Regions from separate parts of the Rattus norvegicus genome. Here region 1 is linked to region 2. A link is a contact called in public Hi-C data. All regions are on one chromosome and are shown on one strand. The core of a region is the stretch at or near the end of the contact, and the rest is flanking DNA. Distances in the headings are between cores, read along the strand shown.

What was found. Hi-C and Micro-C count contacts between places; a contact is called where the count stands out from the background.
Region 1: a contact with region 2 is called in a Hi-C map of liver, with 2.1 times the contacts expected there. The contact joins the promoter of Elavl1 here to the enhancer-like site in region 2. A contact is called at or near these places in 7 of 12 Hi-C or Micro-C datasets (Schwann cells, frontal cortex, hepatocytes and 3 more).

What each region holds. Positions count from the first base shown.
Region 1 is chr12:7,480,433-7,484,813 of GRCr8, forward strand. It overlaps Elavl1 (ELAV like RNA binding protein 1), which reads right to left and starts at 2,193. Exons shown (of 6, transcript NM_001108848.1): 1 at 2,058-2,193. LOC102552452 reads left to right here. Exons shown (of 6, transcript XM_063271845.1): 1 at 1-2,551. The coding sequence starts at 1,499. The coding sequence ends at 2,407.
Region 2 is chr12:7,334,800-7,339,026 of GRCr8, forward strand. It overlaps Evi5l (ecotropic viral integration site 5-like), which reads left to right. Exons shown (of 19, transcript XM_039089908.2): 3 at 961-1,150; 4 at 2,242-2,466; 5 at 2,575-2,649; 6 at 3,290-3,415. Among named protein-coding and RNA genes, the nearest start is that of Evi5l, 19 kb to the left of the region's middle. Within about 2 kb of position 1,297, at least 3 of the 93 cell types and tissues checked have an H3K27ac peak or open chromatin away from gene starts, as enhancers often do. A contact at or near this core is called in hepatocytes and liver, where this site is marked.

The DNA.
Region 1 (4,381 bases), core at 943-3,442, 150 kb after region 2:
GAGGCAGCTTCAAATGGTGCCTGTGCTGAGCTGGGCCACAAAGTTTTCCAGGGAAAGAGTAGAAAGGGTCAGAGAAGGGGGTGGGGGTATCCCAAGCTAAGAGTCAGAGAAGGGTGTGGTGGTATCCCAAGCTAAGGGTCAGAGAAAGATATAGGGACATCACAAGCTAAGGGGTTCTGGTTTTAAACTTCAGAACCATTTGAACAGCCCAGCACATTTTTTTTTCATGCCCCAAGACTTCTTTTAATCAGGAGACTCATAGATCTGCATCTTCAAAAGTCAACTCCTGCTGTTGTGCAAAGACAGAGAAATAAGTGTGAGAAGCAACTAAGCACAGGAGTATGTTCTTCAGTCTCTCCCTTTCCACCATTCTTGAACACAGTCAAATTGAAGTTGTTTCCCTCAAACCAGTGTTTCAACCAGAAACATTTTCTATTTCTCTCAGCTTCTTCACAGAGAAGTCACAGCATTAGATTTGTGTGTTTTGTTTGCATATATGTATGGGATCCTCTGGAACGGGAGTTTTGGATGGTTGTGAGCCATGATGTTGTGAGCTAGGAACTGAACGCAGGTCCTCTACAAGAGCAACAAGTGCTTCTGTCCATGGAGCTACCTCTCCAGCCTCACAGCATTGTCAAAACCAGATCTCAACAGTTTTGCACTCACCAGTTAAAAGGCAGTATGTTGGAGGTATCTTAATGCTTTCAAACCCTGCACTGGCCTCAGTGTACGAGATTATCCTAAATTTCACTTTTTTCTCTAAAATGGATATCATAACACATACCTTAGGGACTGGAGACAGGCCCACGAAGTATTAACACATGGTAGTTTGTTGAAAGATTGTGGTGATTATTTGTAACTGCAAGTACTCCATGTGTGGCGTGCACAATACTTTTACCCTGCTACTTTACAGGCAATTGAATACAGCTTACTCGAGATCTTAGGAGCTTCACCCAGATTATCAGAAATAGGGCCGGAAGAACTTTTCAGGAAGATTGCTTAAGAATTTCTCACCTCTGTGTATGTGTACGTGTTTTGGTGGTGGGTAGAATGAGAGAAAGGCCCTAACAACCAATGCCTCAATGTGGTTTTGGTACTCACAACTGAAAAAAGTAGGAGGCAAAGATGCTAACATTCAGTGGGCAGAGAAGCCAGGCATGCTATCCAACTTTCTACAATGCATAGAGCAGCCAGACCCCCACAACCAACCATTATCTGACTCTAACTGCCTATAACAAGGGGGTTAAGAAAGCTTTCTCTAACATCCGATCTTGCCCCTTCTAGAGCTCTGGCCAGCGGTGTCCCACACGAACACTTCCGACAATGGAAGCTCTGTCTAGTGCAAAAAAGTTCTCCACCGGCCCTGCACATAGTAGGTGTCAAAACCCATTCTGACATGCTTTAGCAGCAGAAGACGAGAAAAGGAAGACCCGTCGTCACTCCCCATTGTTCAACAGCATGCAATTGGTCTTTTCAATATTTACACATTATTTTACAAATGAACAGCTTTGTTAGAGATGGCGATCAAGGAAAAAATTTCCTTTCTCTTCTAGGACTTCCACACATACAGAAGAAAGGTTTGCACACTTCTAAAAGGACCTCACGACCCATCACGGTGTATCCTGAAAATAGTCCACAAAAGAAATCTATAGGATTTCTCGAAGGAGCAAGTCTGTGGGCCGTGACCTCTGGCGCCCAAGGCCCTCGCTCCACTCTTCCACCCCCGGATCACCGGGCCTCCGAGATCAACTATCTGGGGCCCCCAAGCCTCGGAGCCCGGCCCCCCAAAGCGCGTGCCCACGCCGTGTCCTTCTCCCGCCTCTCTCGCGGGAGCCCAGAGAGGAATCTGCCCGGGGGTAGGCTTGTCGCCAATCTGAATCAAACAGAGTCGGTTCTCACTCGCCTAGCCGCGGCCCACACGCGCGTCTCCATAACCAGGCCTACCGCGGCCTGGGGCCTTCGGCCGGTGCAGGCCCGGCGGACGCCCGCGGGGCTAGGCGAGCTCAGGCCCTGGCGCGGCCTACTCTTTCGGAAGTCGCCGAAGCCTCTGGCCTCACCTGAACACGGGCGGGAAGGCCCGGGACTCTGCTCCGGGGCGGGCGGCGCGGTGATAACGGCTCCGCACGGCCTCGGTAGCGGTGGTGGCGGCGGCAGAGCGGTAGCGGCGACGGCGACGGCGACGGCGACGGCTGCGGCTCCTCCTCAGCGCGCACGACCCGCTCCCCGGCCCCGCGGCCCAGACACGCCCCCTCCCCAGCGCGCTCTACTATTGGTTAATGTTTTTGAAGAACCGATCCTCATTGGTTGGCATGGCTGTCGCGGTACTCGGGAGCGCGCGGCGGAGGTGGGACTTCCTGTCGGCGTCGTCCGCGGTGGGACCAGGGCGCCCAGTGGAGTGGCAGAGTAGCTATCGGTGGCCGCGGAGGGGGCGAGTTGGAGCCTGGCCCGCAGTGGACGCCAACTGGACATCAAGGCCAAAGAGTGGCGCTTTTTATAGAACGCACTTCGTGTGGTCCTCACAATGCGTGATGTGCTGCCGCTCACTTCCGAAGTAAGCAAGGTGGTCATCGGGAGCCCAGGCTAGGAGGACAGGATCCTCGATTCGAATCCCGGCCCGGACATTTCCGGTCTGCCTGCGGTTGAACACTGGCTGACGTCACTTCTCCTGGCCTCAGTTTCCTTAACTGGTGGAGCGGGGTAAAGGATGTGGGCAGCATGGGCAGCTTCTGGGAATCTAACGTTAAAATTTCTTGGTTTTAAGATTTTTCTTAATGTGTATGCATGGGTTCAACCTGCGTGTCTGTGCACCACGTGCGTGTAGTGCATATGGAAATCAAAGAGAATGTCGGACCCTTCCCGACTAGTATTAATAGACTGCTGTTAACTGCATTTGGGTGCGGAGAACTGAACCCATGTCCTCTGGAAGAGCAGCCGATGCTCTTAATTTCTGGGCCATCTTTCCAAGACCCATCTCCTTCGAAATTTTAAATGCCCACAAACATAGTAGTAGAGTGTGCCAACCAGTCGGGCAGTGAGCAGCCTGTCTCTTTTTGGGAGCTGTTGTTCTGGGCTAGTGCTATCAGACACGTATATGCCAGCCTGTTTGATTTAAAAAGTCGTCTCTGCCTCTTTCCGATTTTTTTTTTTTTTTTTTTTTTTTTTTTTTAGCATGTTTGTTTTCTTTTAGTCAGGATCTTCCTGAGTAGTCCTGGCTTGGAACTTCTAAACCAGGTTGATCATTGATCCGCCTGCCTCTGCTTCCTGGGTGCTGGCTTTAAAGGTGATGTGTATGTTTTGAGACAGTGTCTCATATAATCCAGGTTGTGTGTCAGTGAAACGATCCTTATGCTTCCATCTCCCAGGTTCTAGAGTTACAGGCCTGCAACACAGCAGCTGGCTATAGGTAACCTTTTAAAGACAGTTTCATGGGATTCGAAAAAATGTTATGTTTTAATATTTTGTATTATGTCTGTATTATTTGTATGTATGTTTGTGTTTTTAAAGGATGGTGTTTATGTGTATATAATATGTATATATTATAATATGTATGTGTTTGTGTGAGCATATATGTGAAAATCAAAGGATTCATTGCAGGAGTCAAGTTTTCCAACATAAGGAACCTGGGGGTGGTGTTCTTTTTTTTTTTTTTTTTTTCTGGAGCTGGGGACCGAACCCAGGGCCTTGCGCTTCCTAGGCAAGCGCTCTACCACTGAGCTAAATCCCCAACCAATGTTCTTTTTTTAAATTAATTTATTCGCTTAACATCCTGATTGCTGCCCCAACTCTTGGTCCCCCTCTCACAGAGTTCCCCCTTCCCAAATCCTTCTCTAAGGAGGTGGAGTCCCCCATCCCCATAACCCCCTCACCCTGGCACATGGAGTCTCTGCAGGGATAGGCACATCCTCTCTCATTAAGGCTAGACAAGGCAGCGATTATGGGAGCATATTCTGCCCCCTGTAACATTTTTTTTTTTTGGTTCTTTTTTTTTTTTTTTTCCCGGAGCTGGGGACCGACCCCTGTAACATTCTTGATCAGCTTTGTACAGTAAAACTTTTAAGGAAGCCACAAAGTTGTTGCTATATGGCAACTTAAATTTTGAAAATTATGTATGAACTCAGGAGATAAGTAGAAGGGTCAGAAGTTCATGAGCAGGATGAAAAGGTGGCACAGCAGTTATGAATAGTCACAACTTTGCAGAGGACCATGATTGAATTGAATTCCCATCAACCCATCTATTGACTCACAACTACCTTTAACTCCATCACTAGGGATATAACGCCCTCTTCTGTCCTCTGGGGCACTGCACTCACATATACAAATCCATATGCAGACATACATATACATACGTAATTTAGAAATAAAAATACAATCTTCCCTTAAA
Region 2 (4,227 bases), core at 47-2,546:
AATCTGTCGTAAAAAGTAATTATACTCAGCATTTAATCCCAGCACTCAGAAGGCAGAGGCGGGTAGATTTCTGTGAGTTTGATGACAGCCAGGGCTACATAGGGAGTTCCAGGCCAGCCAGGGCTACATAGTAAGACCCTATCTAAAGCAAAAACAAACAAAAACCTCGTCAGGAAATTCCAGCAACAAGAGATAGGGACAGGCAGATCCCCAAGGCTCACTAGCCAGCCAACCTTGCCTAATTGGAGAGGTGCAAGTTCATGAAAGGCCTGTCTCAAAAATAAAACGGACTCCTTAACAGTATCAAAGGTTGGCCTCTTGCCTTCTCATGAATGTGCAAACACATGCATGTGCATACAGAGAAAGAAGAGAGAGGTGGAAGGAAGGAGAGAGAAGAGAGAGAAAGGGTGTGGTTAATACAACCCCAGTGTCCTGGGTATCTGTAAGTGCCCTCAGCAGAACTTGCATGGAACCCCTCTAGAGAGCATAGACCGTCCCTAAATGTGCTGTGCACAGTTGGTCTGAGAGTGAGCTCATAGAAATAAATACACACGTGGCCCAGTGCTTGGTACAGAAGAGGAACACAAATGACTTTCCAAGGGCCATGGCTCAGGGGGTTAGGTCACTGGCCAAGATCACTTAGCAAGAAAGGCAGCATGGGAGCTAAAGATAGGACTCAGCAGTCAAGAGCACTTGGGTCCCTCAGAGGACCCAGGTTCAGTTCCCAGCACCCATATGGGGTGGCTCACAACCACTCCAGCACCAGGACATCCAGCGCCCCCTTCTGGCTTCCACGTGTACCATCACGCACATGGCATACACTTGTAGAGATAACAGTTTTTAAAGAAAGGAAAGCAGGCAGTGTGGATCTAGTCTCTGAGGTCAGGTGCTTGAGAGGGCCCCTGTGACTAGGAGCCATGGGAATTGTCTGGCCTCCCCTCTCCTACTCTTCTTGCCTAGGCTCCTGGAAGCCGACTCCAAGTCCATGCGCTCCATGAATGGCTCCCGGAGGAACAGCGGCTCCTCCCTGGTATCCAGCTCCTCCGCCTCCTCCAACCTGAGCCACCTGGAGGAGGACACATGGATTCTCTGGGGCCGGATTGCCAACGAGTGGGAGGAATGGCGGCGCAGAAAGGAAAAGCTACTCAAGGTGGCCTGAGGCAGATGTGGGATGGGCATGAGTCTGGCCAGCCTGGTCATTTGTCCACCAGCCAGGGCCAAAGTGCAGATGAACAGATCGAACTTGGGAATGGAAGGGGGTGAGAGAGAGGTCCCTGTGCCTGCTTGCTGTATGCTCTGATGCAATGGTACCTGTACCTATGACCCTATACTCAGGACACTGAGGCAAGAGGCTCAGTGTGGACTGCATAGTCAAACTTCATGCAAAGAGCGAAGGGCTTGCTTAAAAAGAAGGTGGGGGCTAAGAAAATACCTGTCTGTAAAGTGCTTGCTGCATAAAATTGAAGATCTAAGGTCCATCCTCGGCACCTATAAAAAGCTGAGCATGCTGGCACACGCTTGCAATGCCAGCACCGTGGAGGCAGAGACAGGCAGATTCCTGTGGGAACTCCTAGCCAATCAGCTTAGCCCTGTGGGCAGCCACAGTAAAGAGACCCTATCTCAAAGTACATGTGGATAGGTCAGCAAGATAGCTCAGCAAATAAGGGCACTTGCTGTCAAGACTGGCAACCTGAGTTTTCTCCACATGTATAAGAGATTCGACTCCTTCAAATGCAGGTGCAAGTTGTCCTCTGTTACATACAGCCTACACACACACACACACACACACACACACACACACACGTTAAATAATTTAATGCAGTTAAAATATAACAAAACAAAAACAAGCAACAACAAAATCCAAGGTGGACGCCTCTGAAGAATGACAACTAAGGCTGACCTATGACCTCCATATATACACATATATCTGTGCGCATGTGCGTGTGTGTGTGTGTGCATGAATATTCATACACACACACACACACACACACACACACACACACACACAAAGCATGAGAATTGGGATCATAGCTTAGTGGTGGAGGAGTCGCTGAAGGATGGGGAGCCCCCAGTCAGCACGTGACTAGCTAAAAGCACAGTGACTCAGATGTCCTCTACCATCCTAAAAGCAAGTGTAAGCCATGCCTGAGGTGCTGGACTGGGTTGGCCTTGGGATGGCTGCGGTACATGAGGCAGACTGCAGCCTGAGCCTCCCTCCCCACCTCTCCCCACCCATGGCAGGAGCTGATCCGAAAGGGCATCCCACACCACTTCCGGGCCATCGTTTGGCAGCTCCTGTGCAGTGCCACAGATATGCCCGTCAAAAACCAGTACTCCGAGCTCCTCAAGATGTCCTCACCATGTGAGAAGCTGATCCGAAGGGACATTGCCCGCACCTATCCAGAGCATGAGTTCTTCAAAGGCCAGGACAGCCTGGGCCAGGAAGTCCTCTTCAATGTCATGAAGGTGAGGCCCCAGTAATGGCTCCAGCCACCTTAGGAACAATCCCCACTTAAGATGGCTGCAGAGAGGCTGGTGGGAATCCTGTGTTCACTCAGCCTCCTTCCCTTCTAGGCATACTCCCTGGTTGATCGGGAGGTTGGATATTGCCAAGGCAGTGCCTTCATTGTGGGCTTACTCCTCATGCAGGTAAGTTGCCCTGGCTCCATCCCCAAGATGTACATAAGAGCATTCCCTGAATGTAGTGACCTGCTAGGGCCAGATACTTTACCGTGCAGGACAGGAACAGGGCTTAAGGAGCGTTGGGGGGGTTGGGGATTTAGCTCAGCGGTAGAGCGCTTGCCTAGCAAGCGCAAGGCCCTGGGTTCGATCCCCAGCTCCGAAAAAAAGAAAAGAAAAAAAAAAAAAAGGAGCGTTGGGACAGGGAAGAACCACAGGCTAACGATTTAGGGGGTTATAGAGGTTTACAGGGAAACCAGAAGAAACCAGAAGAAACCTCCAGAGAAACCAGAAGACTTAGGGAGAAAAGAGATAGCTAGGTGTGAACAGGTATGTCTCAATCAGGGAGATGAGACTGAGGCACTAGAAAGGTTTAAGTACAGCTCCATTGTTTCCCATTAGTGGCCCTCAGCAAATAACTTCAGCCACAGGTCTTCCATCACTGAATAGTATTGACCATATTTATGGTTTGTAGGATGGGTCCCAGTAGCCAGGTACAATTACAATAAATATAAATGGAACAGAAACATGCCCCTGTGTAACACTGTCCAGAGCCCAAGCATGGCTTCCCATTCACACATACACTCACACACATTGCTGGTCCCTCCAGATGCCTGAGGAAGAGGCCTTCTGTGTGTTTGTGCGGCTGATGCAGGAGTACCGGCTACGGGAGCTCTTCAAGCCCAGCATGGCCGAGCTGGGACTCTGTATCTACCAGTTTGAATACATGCTGCAGGTAAGCAGGCCAGGGATGACCACCCTGAGGTTATCTCCAGAACACCCCTAAACTGGAAATTCTAGACCTAAGAAATTACCCTTGGGAGCTGAGACTATGGCTCAGTTGGTAGGATCTTTGCCCATCATGCACAAAGTCCTGAACACCACCCCTAGAACTTTATAAACTGGGCACGGCAGTACACATCTGTCATCCTATGACTTAGGAGTCGAGGTAGAGGGTCAGAAATTCAAGGTCAGTCTCAGCTACATGGGAAGTTCAAACCAGCCTGAGTTACATGAAACCCTCTCTGGAAAGAAGTGGTGGTCAAACATGCCTGGAGCCTGGTAAGGTGGTACACCTTCATGATCGTAGTGCTTTGGTTTATGAGACAGGAGGATAACAAGCTCAAGGCCACCCTAGGGCTACTAAGTAAGGCCTCTCTCAATGTCTAGGAACTGGGACGTGGGGAGGTTGCAGTATAGATCAGTGGTAGAGGGCTGGGTTGGCACCTAAGAATCTTGGGTTCAGGGGTTGGGGATTTAGCTCAGTGGTAGAGCGCTTGCCTAGGAAGCGCAAGGCCCTGGGTTCGATCCCCAGCTCCGAAAAAAAGAAAAAAAGAAAAAAAAAGACATTTAAAAAAAAAAGAATCTTGGGTTCAATGTAAAGTTCTGTGAAAAAGGAAAAGGAGGAAGTGAGGGGGAATGGAAGGAGAAAGAAGGAAGAACAGAATGGGGCAAGGAAAGGAGGAGTCCTAGAAAGGCACTCCTGTCCTTTCCCACTCTGTCCCTTCCTGTGAAGTGAAAGCATACAATTGTGGAGCATGCTGGAAG